Regions from separate parts of the Anas platyrhynchos genome. Here region 1 is linked to region 2. Evidence: chromatin contacts called from public Hi-C data. All regions are on one chromosome and are shown on one strand. The core of a region is the stretch at or near the end of the contact, and the rest is flanking DNA. Distances in the headings are between cores, read along the strand shown. Region 1 holds the start of AHI1 (Abelson helper integration site 1). Region 2 holds the start of MAP3K5 (mitogen-activated protein kinase kinase kinase 5).

Region 1 (7,189 bases), core at 987-3,486, 630 kb after region 2:
TGGTTAGCCAGGAGTTAGCTAAAGTCATAGATTATTCCAAGCAGGCATTGGTGGGTAACAGAGTTTTTCTTTATGGAAGCCGTGCCATGCCAGTTGGCCTGGTTCTGTTGGTCTGAGCCAAAGAATGGATTTCAGGCTGTTTTACTTAGTACTGCCTAGAAAAATAGCCAATAAAGCAGCAGTTACTGTCAAATGTGAAGGGACAGAATGTTCTGTTGTCCTTGGTAATACATCCTAGTTTACCTTTCAGTCCTACAGATTCTCAATGACCTAAGTTTGTGTAGCCTTTTACCAGAGGACTATCCCTACCACAGGCATGTTCTTCTACAATTGAAGGTCCCTGGGGAAGCCATTCAGATAAGAACACAAGTAAACATTCTCCCCAGCCATCAAGAATCCCGTGATGTAACATGTGAATAGGGTAGCAGACTTAACTTGGGGAATTTAACTTAATTTCTTGGCAATTAGCATAAATATTTAATGACTGATTCATGTCTTGGGAAACAAAACAAAACTAAACTAAATAATAGACAAATTTAGAATATCTGTCCTCCACCTTTCCCAGGCTCATCTTCACTCTCAGGCTCATTTCACCTCAAACACCTCTCTGTGGTGGTTTTACTCAGGTGGGCAGCTGAGCTCCACCACAACCACTCTCTCTGAGGTCAATACATAAAGGTTTCTCTCTGCTGTTCCTTCCTTTTCACTTTTTTAGTATGCTCCAGTGTGGGTCCTCTGCAGACTGTAGTCCTTTTTGGGGTGTACGGGATCCAATGTTGGCTCACCCACAGCTGCAGTCTCTTCGGGCAATTATGTTTTTTTTTGAAAAAAAAAAATATATTTTTTGAAAAAGAATTTCAGTGAACCAATTTCTCACAACTCTAAAAATAGAAAGCATTAGCTTCCATATTTGGACTTCTAATTTAGTGGGGTTTGTATCATTTTAACTTTAACCATGGGGAAAACTGAAATATATTGTCAGCAACAAGCCTCGTATTGCAAAGATTCCTGCACATTAGTAATTAGGAATATGAAAAATGCACTTGTTTACAGGCAATAGTTTTTCCACTAGTATTTCATTCCCTAACAATCAGTTAAGTGCACATAAGCATTTGAGGATGGGCAGAGCAGATAATTAGTGGGAGAAGAAAACAGCATCTGACATAATACTTGAGAAACAAGCAAATGATTTCAGTATGTATATTCTGACAGAAGGTCTAACTCTTTGACAGAATTCTAGGCATAGCACTCTTGGGAACTGTACGTCATTGTGATGGTAAGGTTGGACTGGTGCTTACGGACATGGTTTAGTGGGTGACATTGGTAGCATGGTGATGGTTGGACTAGATGATCTTGAAGGTCTTTTCTGACCTTAATGATTCGATGACTCTATGGTATCTATCCCAAGCATTAACCCACCTCTAGGTTGTACCAATGGCACATGTGCAGCTGAAAGCTAATTGTACTTGACTTCACTTCTGAACAGGTATGGCCATGTTCGCCCCAAACCTACATGCTTTTCTGGGTCTAAAAAGTGACCCTCCCACTGTTTGAAATAACTTGGACATAAACAATTTATTTGCTTTTTTATTATTAACAAATTGCAAATGAACAAACAGTTCTTCCTTGACAATAACAATGAATCACTTCTTACTGCTGGAGAGTGAACCATTGCGCAAGTCACCCACTAAATCAAGACAGGAAATTAAAGGTTCTGCAGTGTCTGCACAGCTTCAGAACATCTTTTCCTACTGCTATTTTCAAAGCTGATGTCTGTGCCGTACAGCTCACAAAAAGCAGCTCATAGAGTTCAACTAAGTGCCTCACTGAGGCGTTTCATTCCTCTGTGAGCAGCTTTCATCGCTGGGCAGAGCTCAACAGAGCTCCCTTTGACGTTTTTGAAGCGGATGATGTAAATGGAGTTGTGATACTGAAGCTTTTCACAAGTTTTGCTTTCAAACTTTTAATTTAAAGAACGGCAAATTCCAAAAAACGGCCGCTCCTCAGCGCTCCGCCTCGGCCCCGCCTGCCCCAGCCTACAGCGGGCAGCAACGAACGATGTGGTCACGGGGGGGAGGCACTGCGCATGCGCGTGGGCCCGCCTCGTGCCCCACCCCCCCGCCCGCCGCCACGGCTTAACGCGCATGCGCGCCTGCGTGGCGGGAAACCACCCGCGGCTGCCCTATTAAAACGGGGCCGCGCAGGGCGCGCGTGCGCGCGGCGCAGGCGCAGCGGGCGGGGCGCTGTGCGCACGCGCGCCGTTTCCCTGGCAGCTGGGGTTGTTTTCGGCTGAACCACCTGCGGGGGGGGGGGAGCGAGGGCGAGACCATTGGAGGAGTGGGGCGGGGGCGGCCGCAGCAGCAGCACCGGTACTGGCGGCAGCGGCACGTGAGTCGGGGCCGGGGGGCGGGGGCGGGGGGAGCGGGGAGCGCTGCGCCCCGCGGCCGTTGGGCCCGGGCCCCGCTGGGGCGGGGGCTCTGCCTCAGGCGCCGCGCGTCCCCGGGGCGCTTTCGTGGTCACTGTGATAAAGTTAGATTCAGAGACAGCGCGAACGCCCGTTTCTTAAAGAAAATGAATAAAAATAAATGTTGTAAGGCACGTTAAAAAATCCCTAATTCGTAAATCTGAGGCGTTCGGCTACCCGGCGGCTGGTTTTATCGAAAGGAATGAAAATAAACAAAGCCTGGTGCTCTGCGCGTTTCCAGCCTCCCTAGGTGGCACTCGCTTGTTGCAGTAGTAAAAAAAAAAAAAAAGTGTTTTCGTTTCATGGAAATCCCCCAACGTGCGGTTATGTTCTGTCAGCTCGGCTTCCAAAGCGGTCCGAGTGCGGCAGGGAACTTGTCAGTTCCCTGTATGGGAAATATAAACCGTGAAAATGGTCTGTATTCTGCTTCATTATAACATACATTGCTTCTGAGATTGTCTAATTGTTATGGTGATTAATAAAAGTCCTTTCCTGAAAGGTGCAGCTCACGACGTGCTTTGCATTGAGAACACCTATTTTACACGTGCGGAATACAGAGACTTCATCTGTCGTAAAACACTGTGAAAATAACAGAAGTTTGATGTAGATTTGTTTAGAAATACGGGGGAGATATTAGAGAAGAAAAAGTTAAATCAGTTTCAGGGAGGTGTCTGGTAATTCCTGGAAGTTTTCATGACTGAGTTTTCCTAGCTATTCCTGTCATCTGGAATATACCTCTGTTCCCAAATACTTATTTTTGTCGTTCCTAGATTGCTTTATGTTAACTAACATGGAAAAGATCAAATATGGTCAGGCAAAAGTGCATCTTGCCAGTTTAATCTCGATGATAACAGGGTTTATACAGATCGGGGCTCTGTGGTTGCTGAACTCCAGTGTAAGATTAAATCTCTCCTATTTTAAGGTGAGATTAGACTGAGTAAACGCTCTTGTTCTTACCCTGTTGATTAAGGATCTATATTTACACAAGGCTAATAGTTGCTTTAATGCACCACGTCAAATGTCATGTAATTCTAAATTGCAAGTGTATATGAAATAAAAGGATGATCACTATAGGACTGCACCTCATTTTTATTGTTGCAAGAGGATAGATTATTTACTGAATACATGGAGGTAAATAGAAGATGATGCAGTCACTGGTGAATTTGGTGAATCTATGCATTTTACAGTGAACACTGATACATATAAGATGAGCCAAGCCTTTGGAAATGTGTTTGTTCCATTACAAGCACAAGGATCTTCAAAATTAATTTAGCTGCAGGTTTGTTTATTTGTTTGTTTTTGTGGTATGGTTCATTTATCCTTTGGTTATAAAATTATTTCAGTAGTTGAAACATGTATGCACTTCAGTAGTTGTGCTGTTTTGTTATGTATAACCCATTTTGTTTTTAAACTTCAGAGCACTTAATCATTTCATTTGTTGTTTATAATTAGTTTTTTGGAGAGGTGGTTGAAGTCACTGTACTAATCATAACAGAATCTTGTGTGTTCGTGTCATTCACCATGAATGATTAAAGTGATTGAATGTGCTGTATTTTATCTTTTGTTTTCAATTCCTTCAAATTACAAATATTTTCTAGCTGATTGTGAATCGACTACTTGAAAAGCAGCACTTAATGACTATTACTTTTAAAATGGTCCTTTTGCATAATAGGCTAAATTTCAAGGGTAGATTTACTTTCAGTAATATTTTCTGTTTTTCATTTCCTGTAAGAATTAGGCATTTGTGTTATTTTTAACAGTTATTGTTCAGTTGTGACAGTAAAGCTTTGCTTTACCAGTCAAAACATTTTTTAGTAAGGGAAAATATTCCTACCCTGTGGGTGAAAGCATGAAATTACACAACAAAACATTTCCTGTGAAGTCACTTCTGGTCATCCTTGTAAATTTCAAACATCCCGAGGCGCTGTTGGATACTTAGTATAAATGCTTTGCTTAGTACACAAAATAAACTAATGACACCTGGAAACTGACTAAGCAGCACTTCTTTAATCCCAAACCAACCCTTGTGCTTTGCTTTTTTTTTGTTTGTTTGTTTTTAATTTGGTTTGGTTTTGCAAGCAGGCAGGCCAAACTACTATAAGAAATATGAAATCACATGAAAGTTTGTAGCCTGTGGAGGGACAAGAAAGAAGCAAATAACACTGTGAAAGAGAAATGAGAGGGATCTGAGGGTACTGTAGTGCAGATGCAGGGGCACATAAGCATGTACTTGTAAAATACGTTTGCCCAGGAGTGATTTATAGTATTGAGGCAAGTGGTATGCATGGCCTGCTTTCATACTGTTAAACTTTCTTAGCTCCAAATCAGTGTCCACTTGCCAACTGCCTGTTAATAACAATCTATCATCCATACTAACTCCTAAAGTGTATTGCAGGAGTTGTTGGAGGAGTGCTAGATGGTTTGCACCAAAGCTGTGCTAAGGCTGATTTAACAATATTTACTGGTATGTCTTAATTTACTAGGACTGGTGTAGTCTGGGTATCCAGTGAATGTGCGAGTGGCGTCTAACAGAAGGTGTTCTGCAGGGAGGACTTGGAGCTGCTGCCTTGATGTGCTGTTGGAAGGGCAGGTGGGTATGGTAGTGTGCTGCATGAAGGCTCAGGGGAACATAACATATTCATAGAAAGCTAGGTTTCATTAGTTCCACTGTTTACAAAACAGCTTTTTCTATTAAAGTTTTTTTTGTGAAACATTATGATTTTTTTGATGAAAAGATAAAGCTGTGTAATAGTTTTATTTGCCTTCCAGCTTTGGTTTGAATTACATTTGTAAGATTTTCTTCACAACCAGGAGGGCCTAACATTTTTTCTTTAAAGGAATGAGTTTCATGTGATTGCTTGTCTGCTTTATGTAAAATACAACTGCTTTATGTAAATGTAAATATTTAGGGATTTGCAATAAAGTTAGGTTAGCTGGCAGCTATGAACCTTTTCATTGTAGGCTATCACTTGGCTAAAATGTGACTTCGTTTATGATGCTATCAGACAGGAAACTGATTAGAAAAGCTTCAATATAAATGGCTGCATGGTTTGCTATTTAAATACACTGTACAGTTATTGTTTTTGTGTTTGTGGTGTTGCTGTTTGATTTTTTAAGATTGGAGAACTGCAGTACTGAAATATTGGCGATTATCTAGAAAAATACCTATTTTTATTGCCACAGCAGTTTAGCAGTTCTTCTATTTGCTCTCAGGTAATTAAGTTTCTCATATGCTGAGAATTCTGAGCTGAGATCTGAGAGAACTTGTCATAATTTGGAGAAATACTTATTTCTAGACCACTTGTGTAAAAGGCCTGTACTCATTCTTGGTATCAATTAGTGTGCATTCAATTTGTAGCTTCAAGTCTATGGACAAGTTACGTTAATTAAAGTTGTTAATTACTTTAAACAGAATGGTGAATTCTGAGGAAGAAGCAGCTGGTGTGCTGAGCTGCTTTTAACCAAGGACTGAAAATGCCAGCAGGTAAGAACCCTTTTGTGTTTCATTTCTAATGTGTATTTTATAGTCAGAATAATATAATATGAGTTACTTCTGTCCATAAATTTTTTATCTTGCATTGTTTCTATTTTGAGTCCATACTTAGAGCTGATTTTCAAAGCATTGTTTTTGTTACTATTTTTTGTTTTACATGGAGGCTTCTGTAAATGTCTTAGTTATAATAACAAATATGCTATAGCTGAGGATTCAGTAGCCTTTTTTTTGTGGTGCAACACAATGCATTTTTAATACTTTCACTGCAGGTTAAGCATTACTTAGGTGGGAGGGCAGAGGGCTAGAACACCTACCACATCAAGGATTCGGATGCTGGTGATAGCATTGTCATAGAAGTCAGGGGCTATCACGGCTATAGCTGATTTCAAATCCATGGGTGCTCCTGCCTCTTGCAGGTGGTGCTCTTCAGGCTTCCAGGCTCAGTAAGAGCCCAGAGCTGCCCCTTCTCCTGGGGACAGTTCGTCACCTCCATTGTCAGTGTCATCTGCTTTGGCTGACCCAAGGTTTGCTTGCCACTTGATCTCCATGTGTGTACTGTTCAAAAATCTCCTTCCTGCTTGAAACAGTAAACAGTGCCAGTTTCAGCAACAAGTAGCAGTGTGGCTTGTTTGTACAATGTTGCTGAGTTACCCTCCTGCAGTGTATAGTCAGTGGAAATTCTTAACTGAACACTAAGCAAATTTCTTGGTAAATTTTTCCTGATTAAAATAATTCCTCTCTACTGAAATTGTAAAGCACAATTAGGCAGTCTTATACCGATGGTGATTATTGAATCATAATCCAATTTTCTTTTTTTCAGTTGAAAGTGAGGCAAAGGCAAAAACCAAAGTTCGCTTTGAGGAAATCTTCAGACGTCATGCTGGCCTAACAGAAAACAAGAAATCAAAGAAAAAGTTCCACTCTCAAGAGAATATTGTGGTAAGTTTGAACACAGCCAAGCTTTGTTTGGTTGCCTTCCTTAGTGGAAAAAGACCACGAAAATGTATTGTATGTAGAAAGGAGATATAAACAGCTAAATATATATATATATACTTTTTTTTAAAAGTATAAAAGTGAATTTCTGCCTGTATCTTTTGGTTTTGATGTGGCTTTTATTTATTGTTTATGTACCACAAATTGATCCTTGCAATTCAGAGAGATGCCAAAATTATTTGGAGTGTAACATTGGTGAAGAGTAAGTGGTGTACTCATTTGAAGTCTGTCAATACTTT
Region 2 (7,147 bases), core at 3,902-6,401:
CAGATCTGCATATATATGCATATATTCATAATACAGACACATATAATGCATATAACGCACATATATATAATATATGTGCATTTTATCATTCTTCTTGTCATACAGTTAATGCTTTATGGAGGTCCTCTTACCAACAAGCTCAAGTTTTCTTACACCCATGACAACTTCTGTTTACGTCAGTGGGAGCTTTGACTTCAAAAGGAAAATAGAAAATAAGTATTTGACCGAAACAGCAGCTGCAGCCTTAGTTATATCCCATCTTGTACATGATAAAGGACTTCAAAATACAAGTGCAGAGATAACTCCAGTTGGACGCAGATTACCCCAATTAGTTATAATGACCTATCTCTATGTGTAGATAAAAATACAAAAGTATTATTTTACACATTTGGAAGGTATGGTGAAAGCAAATGGGATGATGTAATCAAAGTTGAGCTTGGAGTTTAGTTATGTATTCCTGCTATTCCTGTCATCCTTATATTTAAAATTAAAATCTACAAAGTCTGCTGTAAAGCCACGGGAATGTCTAATTCCTTAAACTGGCTCTCAAAAGCAGATCACTGAATCCTTTGATATCGTAGTAAAAATGAAAACAAATAGGTTTATCAAACAATCTCCAGGGCTTTACAATAAAATCAATCCAAATTCAGCACAAGCGAAGCTCAATTTAATGCATCCTCTGGGTTATCTAACAAGCACAAAACTTCACAGCAGCTCCTAGATCCTCACAACTAGCAATTTATAGGCTTAATTTATTGCCAGACACTATATGAAATCAGACTACTCAACCCTGGGGCAGAGGAATAGCTTATTGAATTGGCTGCTCCAGGTGGAATTCCACCAGTTTAGCCTGTACATTAAAATTAATGGATTTCTTCAAAATGGAAATTAAAAGCCAGTCTTCTGAGGAAGTGTTTTTAAAGTAATTGTCCTTTGTGACTGGGATGCCAAGAATAACATTTGAGAAGATACATACCCATCACAGTGCTGCAGTAAATAAATTTGGGCATGGCCTTTTGTGAGCTATTGTTTTGTTTTCAAGGGCTTGGTGGTGGGAAGTCCAATTACTCTACAGACAAGTTATCACTGATACATCTGAGAATCGGAAGGGTTTCATCAAGTGCATTTTCAGGTCCAGTTATCTTTTGTTATCAATGAAATTCTGCAGAGGTTATATCAACAGGAAGCAGTCCTTATCAGTGGCCCAACTTTGTTTTAAAGACAGATTAGAAGAGGTTTTGTAGACACTAAAGATCAGGGAGCGGGCAGAAGGTTACAAGGAAGTCCTGAGGGAAGGACTTGTTCCCTAAATATGTTTTTTCCACAGACGAGTTTGTAAATTCAGGTTTTGAAGGCCCTTAGAAGAAGAAAAATAATATGGTGAATAAGAGTATTCGCATAGGCAGAAATAAAAGCTATTTCACAAGCTGAGAAACATGACTATTTCCTCCTAAGGCCCTGGGCAGGTAAGTTCAAGAAGCATGAAGGGCAACCAGTAACAGCAGCGTGTTTTAGGAAGCTATTGAAACCCAAGTGCTGCCATCCCTCTCGCCACCAAGTCCCACACAAGCCAGAAAGTGTCGTTAGATGGCAGCCGTGCTCCACGCAACAAACGAGAGCTCAGCGTTGCAGACAACAGTCCCCAAGTACACCGAGATTATTTTTCCCAAGGCAGCATTATCACTTCAGTGAACTGATTTCGGCTCGTTTAGCATGCTCTGTTTATACCGCAGTCACTTCTCTGAGCAGAGCTCATAATCGTGCCCCTTGCTGGCGCTAGAATGGGAGGCTGAGATGCCTACAGCAATATCCTTGCATCCAGTTCAGCGTCTTCTCAGGACACCAATCTCTCTTCTGCTACAGGCACACAGCTATCTATCGTTTCCTTAGCTGAAATTTCCGTATAATCATAAGGCCGTATGAGTTGAAGCTTTAAGAAAAGCATTTAATATCCCAAGGTTTGCGATAAGGTTGGAAAACAGGCAGGAGTGAAAAAAAAAGAATGGATGGGAAGGGAAAAATCTCACAGTGTCAGGCAGGGAAAGTGAGGTTAGTGGGAGCTAGAAGGAAGAGCCTGCTAGCATGGAGATGCTTCGGGAAGTTTAAAACAACAAAAGAAATGAGAGGAGGAAAAAACATTGGAGCAGAGGAAGAAAGATGATGAGATTTAGAAAGAAGTGTGTGGGGAAAAAAAAAAAAAAAGTACAAAGGCAAGAACAGTACACATTTTTCCCTTCACCATGGTCACAATAAAGGGCCTTCAAGAAATATCCATGCCCAGAAATATGTTCATATTGCTCTGGCAGTTTTTGCTGAGTGTCATTCTATGCACCATGCCATAATTCACTAAGTTGTAATTCCCCATGCTGTTACTGTTACATGAGCAGCTGCACCCATGCACGGTGGACACCAGTTTATTTACCTGTCCCTTGGTACTTAAATATTGCTCGAAATGTTTATCTTAATCATAGAGCTATCATTTTTAAAGATCGGCAGCTGACTCCCCCATAACGAAGCCCTGCCTTTTCTATATTGAATATAAAGGCTGCTTCTGATTGTCTACAGGGATAGGCTTAGTCCAACTTTTTTATGATAATTATTAGGAAAAAAATTATTTTATTATTTTTTAACTTCAGTTTAACCACTTCTATTTGCTTGTAAGAGTTCTGGACTAAAGTTCATGGAAAAAAAGGATTATTTTATGTCCTTTTGAGATCCCATTTGGATTTTTGTATCTGCAAGTTTCCTTTATTTATTTATTTATTTACACCCATAATTGAAGCATACTGGATCTTACTTTTGCAAATTCCTATAGCAATGTATTTTGGTCCATTCTATCCATCTCCAATAGTATCAAGAAATTTCGAAATGCAGAGTTAGTCTTGAATATTTTTTCTCCCTGAACTGGACACTGATGCCCAGAATACATGAAAAATATATAAATAACCTGGACAGAGTTCTGAAAATTGCACATAGACTTCAGATTTCATTTCTCTAAATCAAAATGCTTACATTGGAATTACCATTTTTTTTTTTTTTTTTTTTTTTTTTTTTTTTTTTGTCTTGGATCTTGTTAACACTAGTTTGAATAGCTTGATCAAGTCTTTGGCATCTGACGTGATGTTTTTTCACAAAAATTGCATTTATATTTACAACTGATAAGACTGGAAAGTTCTTGGGATATAGTTTTATTCTGGGATATAGTTTTAGAACTATAATTGTTTAAATCTAGAGACCAATGTTGTATAGCCATAAAAACATGGAAGGAAGAGAGGGAAATATTTCAACAAATTTACAGCTAACTACTTGTTGCAAGTTCTCGTCCTTGCAACAAGCAGAGCAGGAACAGGGTGATACTGGATTGTAATTATATGCAAGCCATCTGGTGCTAAAGATGTTAATTGCACAACACTTGAGTAACAAGGTATGCATATTTCTGATAATAAATGGGATATTATGCTGATTAAAAAATATAAATAAACTTTGAATGATTATCATCATTGTTTATTCAAAGATTGATACAGAAGAACTCCTGAAAACCCGATTGCTCACTTCGAAGAGTTAACAGATTAAGAGATATGCTTTTCCTGTATAAACAGACGGACAATTTCTGTGGGTTATTCCAGATTAATCTGCATTTTTGTTACTTTATTTATTTTCAGTTTAGGGCCCTCCCTCACTCCCAGTCAAATCAATAGAACAACTGTCTTGAATTTGGAGTGGACACAGTGCTAATAATGAAGCAGGCCTCGCAAGGCAGCAAGGCTAAGTAGAATAGCATGCTTCTTCCGTCTTCTTTCAGCCCGGGACTTCCTTCTGCACTTGACAAACATGGGTTGTTCTAGAGAACAACAGAGACATATTGTTCTTGCTTCCTGTAAGGTGATGTAACTGCAGCGCTGAATGGATTAACACTGATTCTGTGTTTTGTGGAAAACTGCTTTATTTAGGAAAACACTGATTGCCATTCTGACTGTAGCAAGAAACAATAACCTACTGTATATTGCAGATTAGCAAATATTAACTTTCCCCTGTAAATTAGTCTTTCGTTTGCTCGTCATCTTCCCACCCCATTTACCCATTCCTTATCAGCAGAAGCAAATGCCAGGCATATCTCATTGAAAATGGGGACTGATCAACGCAAATACAAGCAGGGCTACTGAAGGTACCACAGTGACTAATTTTTCTTGATTATTCCAGAATTTATCCTCTTCCTACAGCAGTCATGGAAAACAGTGGTATAGGAACAGGCTTAGTGCCAGCAAGTTGATCTGCCTCCGCAAAATCAATTGTAATAGGATGGACCTATTGATATGCCATATTAACATAATTCGGAATACATAGAGGGCTGTTTTGCTGCATGGTGCAGCAAGGGTGGTGTTGGTTGGTTGCAGTGAGGAGGGTGTCAGTGTCTCGTCTCAAGCAACAAGTGATATGACACGAGAAAACAGCCTCAGGTTGCACCAGGGGGGGGTTAGATTAGGGATCAGGAATTATTTCTTCATGGAAGGGGTGGTTCGGTGTTGGAATGGGCTGCCCAGGGAGGTGGGGGAGTCGCCATCCCTGGAGGTATTTAAAAGCTGTGGGACTAGGGGCTGTGGTTTGGGGGTGGCACTCAGTAGGCCATGCTGATGGACGTGATCATCTTGAATACCATGTCCAACCTGGGTGATCCAAAAGCTTTTACATTTCTCCTGTACCTACTTAATAGAATCCCTGATCCAATAAACAAATGAGCAAAGCAAGCGATTTCATTCTTCTGTTTTGGTCCAGGAGCAGCGCAGAGCTCTCACTACACCTCACTCCACACGCCCCCCTCACAGGCCCTCTCTCCCTCGACGGCCACCCCACCACCAACCCCAGCCGTGAAGCGCCGAGCCCCAGCCCCGAGGGGCCGCCCCCGGGCAGCAGCGGGCGGCTCTGGGCCGGCCCCGGAGGGCGGAGCGCGGCGCTGGGGCCGCCCCCGCTGGCCGCCCGTCGCCGTGCGGCTGCCGCCGGGGAGAGCCCTGCCGCGAGTGGGTCCGGGGGCAGAAGCAGCGAGCCGGGGAGCTCTGCGGGGCGGCGAGGAGGAAGGCGGAGGGGAGGGCGGCTGCTGCTGCTGCTGCTGTTGCTGCTGCTGTTGCTGTTGTTGCTGCCTGCCGGGGGCCGGCTCGCCGCGTGGCCCCGCGGGTGCCCGGGGGAAGCGATGGTGCCGGAGGCGGGCGCCGGCGCTCGCCCCCTGGGCTCCGGCAGCCCCCGCTAGCCCCGCGGGGGAGCCCCGAGCCCCGGGCAGCGGCGGTGGCGGCTCCGCAGGGATGAGCGACGGCGGCGAGGGGACCGTCAGCTTCTCGCTGCCCGGGCCCCCCCCCGGCGGCGGCGGCGGCGGCGAGGAGGGGCTCGGCCGGCGGGGGCAGGGGACCGACGGCGGCGCCCGCAGCCTCCAGCCCGAGCCCTGGGGCGACGACGGGGCCGGCGGCGGCGGCGGTGGCATCGCGGCGAGAGCCAAGGGCGGCGGGCGTCGGACGGCGGTCACCTACGTGATCAACGAGGCCAGCCAGGGGCCGCTGCTGGCGGCCGAGAGCGGCGCCCTGCAGAGCCTGCGGGAGGCGTGCGAGGCGGTGGGCGCCACGCTGGAGACGCTGCACTTCGGCAAGCTGGACTTCGGCGAGACCGCCGTGCTCGACCGCTTCTACAACGCCGGTGAGAGGGGGCCGCGGGGATACAGGGATGGAGGGACACAGGGATGGCCCGTGCTTACAAACAGCAGCCAGAAAGTTTCTCCTGAATACCTTTCTTCTTAATTGTTATTAACAGATGCGTGTTGTACACTTAGAATTAAGACCCACGCTCACCAGGCCGGTGAAGACTTCATAAAGCTAAAGTTGCAGCGCTACGTTAGGGTCTCTGTGCCACCTAAAAACTTACCGACAGGGATTTGATTTGACCTGCAACTCTAAACTTATTTTATGGATTGCCTTTACGTGCATGCAACACTTTGGCAAGTGAGCGTTTAAAAAGTTTTGGCTGTAGCTGTCTCCTCTCCTGTGGAAGAGGAAAAAAAATAATAAAATAAATATCTGGACTGTCTGCCCTGTCCACACAAGACTCAGCAGCATGGACATGCATGCGCATGTCATCTATCTGAAACAGCAAATGCTTTGCTTCGAGGGCTGCTGCTTCCAGGTCCCTGAGCTGGATGGCTCCGCAGCCATGGGCATGTCAGACCCTGCAGTTCTTAGAGATCTGGCCTTAGAGGTGGTGTTCCCAAAATTTCAGAGGAGCTGTGCTCACAGACAGAAATAGGAAGGGCACAGAGCTTCATTATAGAGCCCATACTCTCCACGTGACTGGTAAGAGAGACTTAAAAATTTTAGGAGCTTCAGTACCTCTTAACTGTAGGACAGGTACAACCTGAGAGTCTCATTCGAAGGTGTATCCTAGTGAGGCTCACAGAGCTGAATTATCTGTGATGTTCGTGTGCCTCTTGTTCATTAATTTTCGGACTGGTCTGTGCAATAGGCGGGGTCTCCATAGTTCACAAAGGCTTTTCTTGTAATGGGAGATTTGACTTGAAGTGGGCCCCTTCTAATTCTGGCAGTAGGCGTCTGGCGTCTAGCACTACATAACTGCACGCTTATGTAATATAACATTTCTTATTTCGATGGGTTTTGAGCAAACTGTGCTGCAAAGAGCAGGACATAGAAGTTTGTCTGCTCACGATCTGTTCTGTGCTGTGAGAGCTGCTGCCTAAAAGCTATGTTGTGGTGTTGGCTGTGAGGCTGGAACTTAAGTCTGGAAGGGTCTGTGGGTTTTCACGTTTCTGCATCCAATATATATTTTTAAGAACTAGTTGTTCTACTGGCTGAAAATTTCTGAAAAAAAAAAAAAAATTATGGCTCCCAGGTTAGGAACAGAAAAGCATTGAAGAGTAGAAGCTGTGTAAGCTGAAAAATGCAAACGGGGAGCAGTGTAGGGAACAAAATTGACATGGTCACGAAGGGTGTATTTATTCCACAGTTTGTTTTCTGTTTCAGTTGTCTTCCTTCCACTGGGGTGGAAAGGAAGCATTTGTAGATGGCAAATATAAACTCCTTCCCAGTATCCCCTCTCGTTCTCTATCTTGCTATGTGCTTTCAGTGATTAAAGATGCTAGTGATAAGGTAAAGAA

What was found. A called contact is a pair of places that touch in the nucleus more often than the background predicts.
Region 1: a Hi-C map of skeletal muscle shows a contact between it and region 2, with 10 times the contacts expected there. The contact joins the promoter of AHI1 here to the promoter of MAP3K5 in region 2. A contact is called at or near these places in 3 of 8 Hi-C or Micro-C datasets (liver, skeletal muscle and subcutaneous adipose tissue).

What each region holds. Positions count from the first base shown.
Region 1 is chr3:61,168,078-61,175,266 of IASCAAS_PekinDuck_T2T, forward strand. AHI1 (Abelson helper integration site 1) reads left to right here and starts at 2,237. Exons shown (of 26, transcript XM_038177002.2): 1 at 2,237-2,388; 2 at 4,948-5,054; 3 at 5,877-5,948; 4 at 6,778-6,896. The coding sequence starts at 5,939.
Region 2 is chr3:60,539,850-60,546,996 of IASCAAS_PekinDuck_T2T, forward strand. It overlaps MAP3K5 (mitogen-activated protein kinase kinase kinase 5), which reads left to right and starts at 5,152. Exons shown (of 30, transcript XM_027454464.3): 1 at 5,152-5,679. The coding sequence starts at 5,295.